Linked DNA regions of Anas platyrhynchos: regions 1 and 2 are each linked to region 3. The links are chromatin contacts, called in public Hi-C maps. All regions are on one chromosome and are shown on one strand. Each heading gives the region's core, a stretch centred on a gene start, on an enhancer-like site or on the middle of the called end of the contact. The rest is flanking DNA. Distances are from core to core; before and after follow the strand shown.

What was found. A called contact is a pair of places that touch in the nucleus more often than the background predicts.
Region 1: a contact with region 3 is called in a Hi-C map of subcutaneous adipose tissue, with 2.4 times the contacts expected there. The contact joins two enhancer-like sites. A contact is called at or near these places in 2 of 8 Hi-C or Micro-C datasets (F1 follicle and subcutaneous adipose tissue).
Region 2: a Hi-C map of subcutaneous adipose tissue shows a contact between it and region 3, with 2.3 times the contacts expected there. The contact joins the promoter of RPS16 here to the enhancer-like site in region 3. A contact is called at or near these places in 4 of 8 Hi-C or Micro-C datasets (liver, skeletal muscle and subcutaneous adipose tissue).

What each region holds. Positions count from the first base shown.
Region 1 is chr1:42,058,306-42,062,080 of IASCAAS_PekinDuck_T2T, reverse strand. The region is part of intron 26 of OTOGL (otogelin like); the gene reads right to left. Among named protein-coding and RNA genes, the nearest start is that of OTOGL, 47 kb to the right of the region's middle. Within about 2 kb of position 1,925, at least 1 of the 8 cell types and tissues checked has an H3K27ac peak or open chromatin away from gene starts, as enhancers often do. A contact at or near this core is called in subcutaneous adipose tissue, where this site is marked.
Region 2 is chr1:42,001,273-42,005,145 of IASCAAS_PekinDuck_T2T, reverse strand. RPS16 (ribosomal protein S16) reads right to left here and starts at 1,771. Exons shown (of 6, transcript XM_027454251.3): 1 at 1,670-1,771; 2 at 1,507-1,562; 3 at 765-866; 4 at 1-16. The coding sequence starts at 1,554.
Region 3 is chr1:41,862,617-41,866,629 of IASCAAS_PekinDuck_T2T, reverse strand. All of the region lies in intron 3 of PPP1R12A (protein phosphatase 1 regulatory subunit 12A), which reads left to right. Among named protein-coding and RNA genes, the nearest start is that of PAWR, 68 kb to the right of the region's middle. Within about 2 kb of position 2,064, at least 3 of the 8 cell types and tissues checked have an H3K27ac peak or open chromatin away from gene starts, as enhancers often do. A contact at or near this core is called in subcutaneous adipose tissue, where this site is marked.

The DNA.
Region 1 (3,775 bases), core at 676-3,175, 200 kb before region 3:
CCTCACCATTTAGCAGGGGAACACAGTTCAAAAGTACTGGAAGCTTTGGGGTAGAGCGAGGTTCATCTGTCCTGTCCTGCAGTAAAGTTGTTTTAGGTTGCACTCGGAATAAAATTGGTCGCTACCTTTTTGGGAAATGCACTATGTTTTAATTAAGCCAGGCTTACTGCTGGAGCCCATCCAGTAATTATTCCCCTCCGAGTCAGATAACAGCCCAGAGCATTTTGGGATTTATTGGAGGTGATGTGGTAAATTAAAAAGGAGACAAACTCATTAGTTTGGTAGATAGGATGCAAGTCGATACCTTCTATGCTGGCCAAGGGAAAAGTGAGCAAGGAAGCTACCCCCCTGCCATGAGTCAGTTCAGAAAGGGGCTTAGCTTGCAGTCTGCAGATCTAATTGATGCCTGGAACATTACGGGCTGTTTTCATTGCAAAGTTCATTCCTCTTCAGTTAGCTTAGCCTCAGCAAAAGGGGGTACTCTGAGTTAATGGGGAAGCAATGTCTTCGCTGTAAGGAAAGAGATGGAGGGTTTTATTTTAAATAAGGATTGTTAATTCAGGCTAATTATCCCACAGTAAAAATACACCTTTTTTGGCAATGAAGACAAGTTCTTGGAGCAGCATTGGGTAACTGTACTAGCTATGCTAATCAAAACTGCTGCCTGTGCCTTCTGACAGTCCAGGCCAATCCCTTCAGCAGAACAGCATCAACATACTCGAGACAGAAGTTTTTGTGTATGGTTGGGATTTGAGCCAAGGGCAAAAGTTGAGTTATATTTCAAGTTAACTCTGCAGCAGAGAGAAGCCTGGAGACAGGGAGTGTTTTGCTGACCAAAGCCAGAACAGGGAGTCCTGAAGACATGTGAAGTACTTCCTTACTTGTAGGACTTCATGTTGGTGTTAAATTACTGGAAATGGTGCAGGATGGAAATGCAGTTCAATAGAACTATGCGTAAACAGACATTTAAGAAAAAAAAAAAAAAAGGTTTACATTAAATACTGAATCTTCTGTACTTTGTCTCTTTCCAATTAAATCTTAGACCTAAAACAAATTTAAGAACAGATATCTCTTATGGATGAAAACTTTCAAGACAAGATTTCCTTTACTTACGCACCTTTGCCATTCTCTGCATACAACTCAGTAAAAATGGTTCTTTTCCCACCCATGCAATACCATCTAAATTCAAAGCTGATTACACCATGGCTACAATGGGCTTCAAATTAGTCTGTAGCTGCTGTATGAGCAGCCTCTGCTATCAGCAAGGAAGAAAAGTACGGTTGAAATATAGTGTTTAACTATTGCCAACGCAGAAGAAAGAACAAGGACTATTTAGATAAAGTGAGGATTGTCTTTTACTATTTAAGACAGTGAGGTCTTGGGGAAACCACTGGAGCTCTTAGGGACCGTGACATAAGTGATAATGATCGATTTCTATCTCTCTAATCTGTGCTGGATCCACACACAGGTATGAAAACCAGCTTTTGTCAATGCTGTTGGAAGAAATGTCTGAGTAGGCACTTGGAGTCTAATAAATAACAAGGTGTTATTTCCTCCTTTCTTTCTCTCTCTCTCTCTTTCTTTCTTTCTCTCTCTTTCTCTCTCTCTCCTTCTCTCTCTTTCTCTTTCTCTCTCTCTTTCTCTCCTTCTCTTTCTCTTTTTCTCTCTTTCTCTCTCCTTCTCTCCTCTTTTTTTTTTTTTTTTTTTTTTTTTTTTTTTTTCCACAGCCTTTCCAAGGCAGAGTTGCTCTTTACCTTTTTAGGTAAAATGCACCCGACAGGGGATGTACTACAGTTCATCATGTGAAACCTACTTACGCTGACAGAAACTAGAAATAAAATGGTTTTCCCACTGCAAGAGTATCTTCCCACGTAAATTACCATATCCAGCCTGTTCCAACTTAATATCAGTTTCTTTGTGATAACATGGAGTTGCCAAGCAACAAGGAAGACAGAGTCACAGATCTGGGCAGTCAGTCAAGCGCTCATTGTCAGTCCTGCTTCTCAGAACATTCTTTTTCTAGACTTCACTGCACTTTTTTCCATATTTCTTCCTATCCAAAAAAACATGGTCCTTTCCATTTTTTTAGTAGTGCTTGGGAATGCTAGGGCTTATTTTTGTTAGAAACTTTCTATTTCAATATCCCAGCAGAAATTTCTATCAACCAACAACAGCACTGTGCAGCATACTTACATAATGAAACTGAAGCCTGGGATGAGATGATTTACGGGGGCTGTATTTATTTCTTTCAAAGGTTCATTAAAATCTCTCTAATTTGTCAGTATGAAGACTTCTTTTCTGTTATTGATATGCTGCCTTCCTTTGTTGTCGTTGTTTGTTTGTTTCCTACAATATGCTAACTTGCAAACTAAGTTGCCCACAAAAGCATCTAGGGACATACTGTAAACTAGACAGAGATAGATCGGCCCCATTTTCCTTTTATTTTCATGACTCATTGGAGATTTTTCATATATAGCTGCAAACACAAATACATGCCAAAAGCTCCAAAACAATGAAAAAAAAATACACATTATTCTTAAAAGTATATATATATATATATATATATATATATATATATATATATATATATTTCTCCTTCCTGCATATTTTAAGAGAAATGCTATTAGTTCTGTTCAGACAAGCTTTCAGGAAACTCAGAATTATTCTGATGGTCGTTTAGAGTGTTCTGAATTCCTTCTGAATGAATTTAACATTCAAAAACATTGCTTCAGCAGGCTTGATGCAAGGGGGAGTAAAGCATCTTATCCTAGGTTTAGTGAGCACTTCAGCATAAATATTAAAGTGGCTTTGGAGACCAGCCATATGATTTGGCACCTGACGTGATCTTTCTGTTAGTTTATTGTACCATTTTCTAGGGTGGTTCATATCCAGATAATCTTTAAAAATACATTAGTTATTCAAAATTCATTCACAGATGACACCAAGAAGCATCTCTAATTGAAAGGCTTCTTTTTGTTTTGCTTTTATGATAATTTCTCCTATACCATTCCAAAATGATACACATACATTCTGTATAACTATATAATACCTGCTTATCCTGAACAAATTTGTACCATCAGTTTTCCCTATAGGTATTCAAATATTGGAGCAATATTATTCAAAGTCAGCAGATGGCACTGATACACACTGTCTCAGTTTAGGAGAAAACCTGCATGAGATTTTGGATACAATATTATAGGAAAGAGAGAAGTTGTCCTCTCACAGGAGAGAGAAAAGGAATAGTAATATTATTTATTTTCCCACTTATGTTATTTCTATATAAGTATACAAAAACACACTTAGGAACTATGAACCTAAAAGAGATAAATTGCTCATATACATCCAAAATTTTTTTAATTCCATCAGTGTCTTCTACAGTGGCAGACTATGTGATTATTTGCACTTAAAATATGGCAAAGAAATTTGCAATGAGTCTGTGCGATATGACACATTCCTGTTACTGTCATACAATTGAGTAAAGATGGAGGAGAGCAACACTAAATAGAATCACTGAAGAAAATTCAAAGGGAGAGAGATTATCCCAGCTACTGACTCACTCTCAAACTACTTCCAGATGTCTGCTAATGCATTCATGATAACTCCTTTCTATTTCTTTAAAAGAGACTTCCTAAAATTATAAACCTCAGGCAACATGAACTCTCAACAACTCTTGAGAAAGATCATTACAAGTATGCGTACATGTATACAAGCAACAGAAAAAATAGATCATCATATCAGTTTTTATTTATTATAGAGATATTTAGTTGTAATTTTA
Region 2 (3,873 bases), core at 522-3,021, 140 kb before region 3:
GGACAGGTTCAAGCAGCTAGGAAACAAAACAATGAAAAAGTTAATTTGTGATCAGAGACAGCAAGGACTAGAGCTTGTAGCACATTTACGAAATGTGAAGTTACTAAACATTCTGAAAAGCACAGCCTTAATTTTACAAGTACATGTCCCATGTAAATGGGACTTGTACATCTCTTGCAACGTTCTTTGACATTTACTAATGCTGTTGTAAAACTAAGTGGTTGGGTTTTTTATTTAAGTTTCAAAAGATTGGACTCGATGATCTTGAGGTCTCTTCCAACCTAGACAATTCTGTGATTCTGTGAAAAGGCCAACCAACTATTTTATTAAGTTTTAATGAATCTTTTGAACAGGAGGCTTTGAAGTTTCCCGTTTCAATGTAAAAAAATGATTATCTCCTGAAAATACTTCTGACAACAAAACGCATGGTAACTGATTTTACATAGTTTTGTTCCACAGCACTTCGTATCATTCATGCTCATTTGAGACTCTTTGTGTGTACATATGTATGTTTGCATGTATCAAAGTTAAGTCACCTTATACAGTGTAAATAAGGTATGTTAACCCAATTAAGCAAGAATCCCTCTGCCAACAGCACAATTATGACAGGAGTTTTCTGCATTTTCTGCAGTGTTTATGTTTCTACACACAACAAATATTTAGTACTGTCAATAAGGCAATCGACTCTTTTCAATCCTCAAGCGATTGAGTAGATAAAGGTATTTTAATATCCAAGCAGGTAGGGAGGCTAGGCAGATGCTTACTTTATACTGCAGAGTTCTGGGCTCAATCATTTCCAGAGGTCTTCCATTCACCTTAATGAGGCCATTTCCTCTTTTGCAGTGGGCAACAGCAGTTGCTGTTTTCTAGAAGTCCAAACACATGTTAGTGAAGCACTTCATTTTTCACAATAGCAACATAAAGTAAAACCTTCTGAAAATTTAACAATCTAAAATCTTTAGTTTCGTGCTGAATATTAGCACCCCTCAAAAAACAAGATAGTACAATTTTTTACGTTCCAACATATTAGAGTATTACAGCACCATCTTAACAATATTATATTTATCTGAGTGTGGGAGAAATACCCAATCCGTTCATCAAAACGATAATTTTGCGACCTAATTCTTCATAAAAGCTTGCTACCTACGACTTGTGGGGCGATGGGATCCCCCCACCAAAAGCTTTATTTCCCAATCTATTTAACGCGACTCCCGGGCACCACAGCAAATGATCCGGGCCCTTTTGCGGGGAGCCCCCACGAGGCTCCCTGAACCAGCGAGGCCGGGCCTGCTCCCTGGCGGCACCATCTCCAGCAGGCCCGCCGCCCCACGACACGTGGATGCTGAGCAGGCCTCTCCAGCGCCGGCCCTGCCGCACGGCAGCTCCAGGGCACCACCCCCGGGGCCGCGCCGGGCTCCGCCACCCCCAAGCAGGGCCCGGGTGGGCGCCGAGCACCCGGAGGCCGCGGCCTAGTCCTGGGGGGGAGGCGGCGGGGGCGGCCCTCACCTTCCTCCCGAAGACCTGGACGCTCTGCAGGGGCCCCTTGGCCGGCATGATGACTCCTGCAAGAGAGAGGGGCGCGGGGTTAGCGCTGTGGGGAGCGGGGGGGGGACAGCGGGGCCCGGCGGCGGGGGGGGCCCGGCGGCGGGGGGAGCCCGGCAGCGCTCACCCTGCCTCGGCGGCGGCGCGGCGGAAAGGGCGCACGGGGCCGCCCGGCCGCGCCTCAGGGGCGGCCCCGCCGCAAAGTGCGCCGCGCTTCCGGCCGCGCGACGCAACGCCAAGCCTCCGCCAGGCTGTGCTTTACGGCAGCCGGGGGGGGGGGGAGGGGGGCGCTGGTGTTTTTTTTAAATAAATATGAAATAGAAACAAAATTCCTTTGTGAGAACGCTCAGTTCAGAGAGGATTTGTCCCCGGGGGGAGCTGCGCAGACCGTGCCCTGGGAGGGGTGTGGTGGGGTCACTCGCTTTCTGCGCCGAGTGTGAGCCACACGCAAAAGCAGCGTTGTTGGTCCTCCAAATCTGTTAAAATGCTGGGGAACATAAACCATTAAACTTTGTACGCTGCAGTCACATCACACGCTGAGTCACGTCCAGGCAGTTCCTCGTACCCTCGTAAATACTCGCCAACCATTACGTCTGAAATCAGAGTTCTGCTTACACTCAGGGATCCAAGCACACAGAGCATTGTCAAATTGACCTTTTATCTCCGTTTTCCTTTTCACTATGTCATAAAACACGGAATTTAAGTCATTTTCAGGCTGTAATATTTTTCTTCTACAGTTTGTATTCAGTATGTGAAATTCTCCAGAAAGACAAAAGCCGAAGCTATCAATTAAGCGAGGTCACGCTTCTTAGGTATTTTAAACAATAGAGATTTAGATTACTGTGATTAATGTGAAAGTTGACTGCTCAAATGAAACAATCGGTTCTTCTGTCTTTGGACAGAATTTTAAATACTGAACATTAGTCATCAGTCATGTGAGGATTTAAACAAGCACTTAGCTTTATGCAATTTGAGTGATTAGTTCTCTCCAAGTGAATAGTGCTGTACAGAGCATGTAAGATTTAGCACATCTCAAACCCTCAATTGTACAAAGCTTCAACATGTGACCTGAAAAGTTGGTGTTCTGTTTTTTTAAAGCCGTTTCTTAAGGAAAAGTGTTTTTGCAGTCACACACATCTATCATCCATTCTCTCACCATCATCAGGGGGAGGGAAATGGTAGCCAGCTTGTTAGCCAATTTCAGTTAGCTTTCACCAAAGAACGGAAATTTTGAAACCAACTTAGTTTGTGCATATTTGGTGAAAATAGGTGGCTCTGTATAAGAGATCTTTTACTTGCATAATGAAAGCAGCTGCAGGAGCTGAGGTATTAGACGTAACAAAACCTGTATTCAGATGAAGAAGAAAATGTATTACCTATTTACCCAGGTAGACCAAAATGTTCAGCTAACACTTATGATCAACCCAAAGGTGAGCCATTACCAACTGAGCTTTGTTTGGTATTCAGTATTTTAAAGGAACAGAAAGCAAATCTAAATCAGTTCCTTTTGTGGGTATTATCTGAGGTCTGCTAATGAAAAGCCATGTTTTAATACTAAATGCACCTTTAAAAAGTGTGTGTGTTGGGGGGGGGGGGGGGGGCGGGGGGATTCAAATACCTGCTGTATAAAGCTCAACTTTTGTAGGAATGCTTTCTTAGGTCCTGTAAAATTCATTCTCATTTGGGTACTAGTCTGCTGTACATTCTACCTAGAACTAAAAAAAACATTAATCCCAGAAGTCTGTTTACAAAGCTGGTAATGTGTCTACAAATATATACCTTTCCATTAGAAAAATAAGTTAACCAGCATATATTGGTAGCATAGTCTAGAAACAAACAAACAAAAAGGTTAAATCCTTTGTGCTGCTTACTTCCTTTGCTTTCTAGCATAATAATAGGAATAGGAACCAAAACATATTTCCTAAGTACCTACTGCAGGAATTACACTGCATTGTGGGAAGAGAGAATTAGATCATAAATACCACCATACACAAAAGTACTGAGAAGAAAGACTCTAAAAGGGAGGAGAGGGGGTAATTTCAGGTAAGGTACTATACTTCTGAAAAAAGTCCAAGCACTAACAATATCTCTACTTAACTAGTGAGCACAGAACACTCTAAAATTGTAACATATCTCTAACTTTAAAAAAAAAAATAAAATCATAAGTACCTCCAAGCACCCCCTACAGACTCTTGTTTTCACTTCCTTTATACTTGTAAAATAATTATACCCGTGGAATGTCAGGCACTTGTTTGGTACCCTTTTTTACTTTCCTTTGCACAGGTGTGAAGAGGCACAGAGTATGCAAAAGCTAAGGCCAACAGAAATTAA
Region 3 (4,013 bases), core at 815-3,314:
TTTCTGTTAGAGATCTGAGGAGAATCACCATGCTAGCTTATCCTTTTTTTGCTGCTTCTGCAGACCTTGAGTCTATATAGGAAGAGTTTAAATCAGAGTCTTTCCGTTCAGCCTTCATTAGTTTGTATTTATGACCAATTTTCACAAACATTGACTTACATTTTAAGGACATATCTAACAACAGCACTAAAAATGGGAGCCTCTGGAGATGCTAAATTCACAGACAGAAATTATAGAATAGGATACAATTCAGCTCTATGTGACATTGCAGGCTTAATACAGAGAAGGATCCAAAGTGTTTGCGCATCCTGTTCTAGCATTCAGATTACAAAATCTGAACTGTCTAGAGAGGAGGTGGTCAACTATCCCAATTAAGCTTCCCGTTCTACATGTCCTTTTGGTTGGACACGAAATAACAGACCTTGCCTGTTATTATTGTCCTTCTTCAGTTATTCTCATCTCTGTGTTTAACACTTCTAAACTGCGACCCTTGGTTCATGCTTCTTCTCTCTTTTCTTGTGTCCTCTGATGTGGGCCACAGGTCCCCCAACACGACCACCTTGTATTCTGCTGAGCATACAGCAGGCCTTCGTTGATATAATGGGCTCTGCAGTCATTCTCAACTAACGGACTTGTTATCCTATAGATGAAACCACAGCACTCTGATAATAGGGAAAGCATTTTTCTACCTGAACCTTCAAAGGAAGATTAAGATTTTTTGCTGAATTTTGTCTAATTCGGACTAATTTTGCAACATTCTCTTTTTATATTTGTTTTGTTATATAAATAAAGCTACATTTATTACATTATTTCTAGAGTGAACAGTTAATGGATTAATTATTTTTAAGCTTAAAACACAATTTAATTTTATACTTCATGAGAAGGTAAATTAAAAATATGCCATAGCAATATATACAGATTTTTTGACACAGATCTGAACAAAACACTTCACTGGTAGCAAAAGTAGTTGGTTTATGGAAGTTATGTAGGTGCAGTGCTGAACAACTAGTCTTTGCACACCATATGTTTTAACTGTTTGGCGTGCTATACAAAAACTTCTCCTAGCACCTTTTTTGATGTTTCCTCCGTATGTCGGATGGCTTTATCATGGACCAGTCCCATGTATATAGATGCCACTGCAATGCACAGCATTTTTAACCTTTACATTAAAAGCACTATTTCCAGTTTCTTGATGTGACCCTTTTTACTTATGCTCTGTGGCATATCAGCATACCATAGCTATGGAAGCTGTCTTTTGCTAGTAAAGTCTTTTCGTATGCACTGGTGAAAGCTGGCAGACTTGAGAGCTGTTTTGCTTGGCCCTGGCCACAATCCTAGCTGCCACTTTAATCACATTTAAAGCCGGCCAGCTCTAAATGCTGCCTCTCCTTCAAGTCTTCAGTAGGGTTAAGCATTGGTCTGAAGCGATTTTTTTAGTGGTGGCAGGCTATTTATCATCAGAAGTCTTTTAAAAAGTGTTTTTAACTGCTCAAGTGGTTATTTTGGATGGTAGGCTACATTCTCGGGAGGTGAGCTGGTGGGGAGAGGTGATGTGAGGTGAATCAGGAGGTGAGGATACAGCGCGGCACTTCCTCTGTGGCGGGAGGCAGGCCGCTTCTCATTTCCAAGCAGAAGCCAGTGTTCCTCATTCTTAATTATAGGTAAATGTAATGAGGCTCTCTCCAATGTATTGCTTAACTCAGCTTTGTTTATGCGGCTGAAATGCGAACTATTACGTTTGTATATAAACATTAACTCGATGAAGTCAAAAAGCGGGCCGCTGTTGCCGGCGGTATCTATGAAACATGCCTTTATATGGCCGAGCCGCGCTCGGGCTCTGATTCAGCGCCTCAGGTCCCGCTCAGCTCCGCCGTCTGCTCCCCGCGCAGCCCAGCGTGTCGGACCTCCTCACAGCTGCTGACTGACACGCCTTGATAGGAGAAATGAGAGCATTTCGCTGTAAATTATTACTGATCGGAGCCGTGCCTGGGCTGCCAGAGGTTAACGCAGGGGTGTTGGAAGCCAGGCTGGAGCCGAGAGGCAGCAGCACATTGCCATCTACGGGCCGGAGGCAGAAAGTGGTGGTGGAAAGGTGCGGCAGCGGGATCCTTCACCCTGGCGTCTCCGGGCAGAGTCGCAAAAGCAAAAGCAAGGAGGAAGGTCCATATAAGGTATAATAAAGGCTCTTCATGTTCTCTTTGCTGTATTTAATAATGGGAGCTATATTTAGCTTATCTCAGAGCACAGCCCTTTTTCTGTGACACAAAGTTCGTAGAAATACCCATTTTCGTGCCAGTTAGTACCGTGAGGTGTTTTATTTAGACCGGCAAGATTCTCTTACTTTCATCTGTTGAAACACGATCAGAAATGTACTGTCTTGTAAAATAACGTATTGATGCAGCTGTTGGTCCTGTACAGCCTTTATGTCTTCTTTGGGCTTCACAGACACATTCATTTATGATACTTACAGGGTATTATATTTAACATTTATTACTTCTTCTGCCAAAGCACTGATATTTTGTCATAATTATTTAGTTCTCTAGGCCTACGTAGAAATTATGGTTAAACATTCGCCATTGGAATTTCAGGATCAGGCTTTTGGAGGAACGTTTTCTCAAAAGTGCTTCAAAACAAACAGACACGTGGGCAATTTTCCGTTGAAAGGAATTTATGTAGGATTGTTCGCCTGCAGAAAGTTGCTTGTGCCACGAGCATTTTCACTTAGAACTCTGGCATGCAAGAAGGGGATGGACATAAGTGTGCCTAACGTGATATATAAACCACTTATTGGCATAATTGTGCCTGGCAGGAAACACTAAAATGTAAATGATTTAACTCCAGAGAATTATTTTCCCAAGATCTGCTGATCTGCACTGCTGTGTCATTCTGAAAGAAAATGAAATGTAAAGGCCCCAGAAATTTACAGTTTGCACTAGTTCATACATACAATATGTAGAAGTCTTCTGGAGGAATGAGAATACATGATTATAAACACATTATTGATTCAGTTTCTGGGTTTAATTCTTCATATCGGTCAGAGTTCTAAAGATTTTTAGATATGTGAAATTTAATCTCTGTTCAGATTTATTTGTCATGCATTGGGTTAAGATGGACAGTTTTAGAAACATACATTTCTTTAATTTTTACCCTACTTTCTTTCAATATTTTAGCTTCTCCATAGGCTCTGCTTAGTGCTTCAACAATCATATCTTCCTGTATCTTGCAGACTTAACCCAGATTAATGGGTTTTCAGCAGTTTCTATTATTTTTTATTAAATTGCGGAGGCTGAAATGACTATTTTAGCAGATTAAGTGAATGAGTCTAGAAATTCAGTTGACTGCTTAAAACACTTAATGTATTACATGCCTATGTTATTTTACGATAGTAAAGTTATGTCTTTAAATTCATCCTTGACATAACATTTTACCAGATCTTCTTACTGAACAGAATCTTTTGTCCAACTTTGTGGGTGTTTTTTTGCAATTAAATTCCTTCTTGCATATTTGTTGCTATGGAATATCTGTTATGGTTTGAATTGACTGAAGAATACAAAAAATAGTCTATTGTAAATTTGCTTGTAGCTAATTTGAATAAAAAGGAAAGCCTCGGGTTCTGAAGTTGCATTATATAATATTGTTTAAAAACAGAAAAAGTTGAAGTTATTTATGAAAAAACCATGACTTTTTCAGGTATGGTGGTCTTTTCTTAGTTTTCCATGAAATGACTATTTAGATCTTAGTATTGCTTGTACGTATATACCAAAAGGGAAGAAATTAGCACCTCAACCTCCTTGTAGCACAGGCATTTTTCATGGGTGAAAAGGGAGTTTAGCAACGTCATATGCTACCCCAAACAAAATGGCAACAAAACAAAACAAACAAATGGCACCTTATGTTTCCAGAAGCATGTAATGCTTCCACTCATTCGGTCTGGATGTCACTGAAATTTTGATTTGGGCATGTCATTGTCACGTTGTTTCTTCTTTTTTGTTTGTTTGTTTGTTTTTTTAACT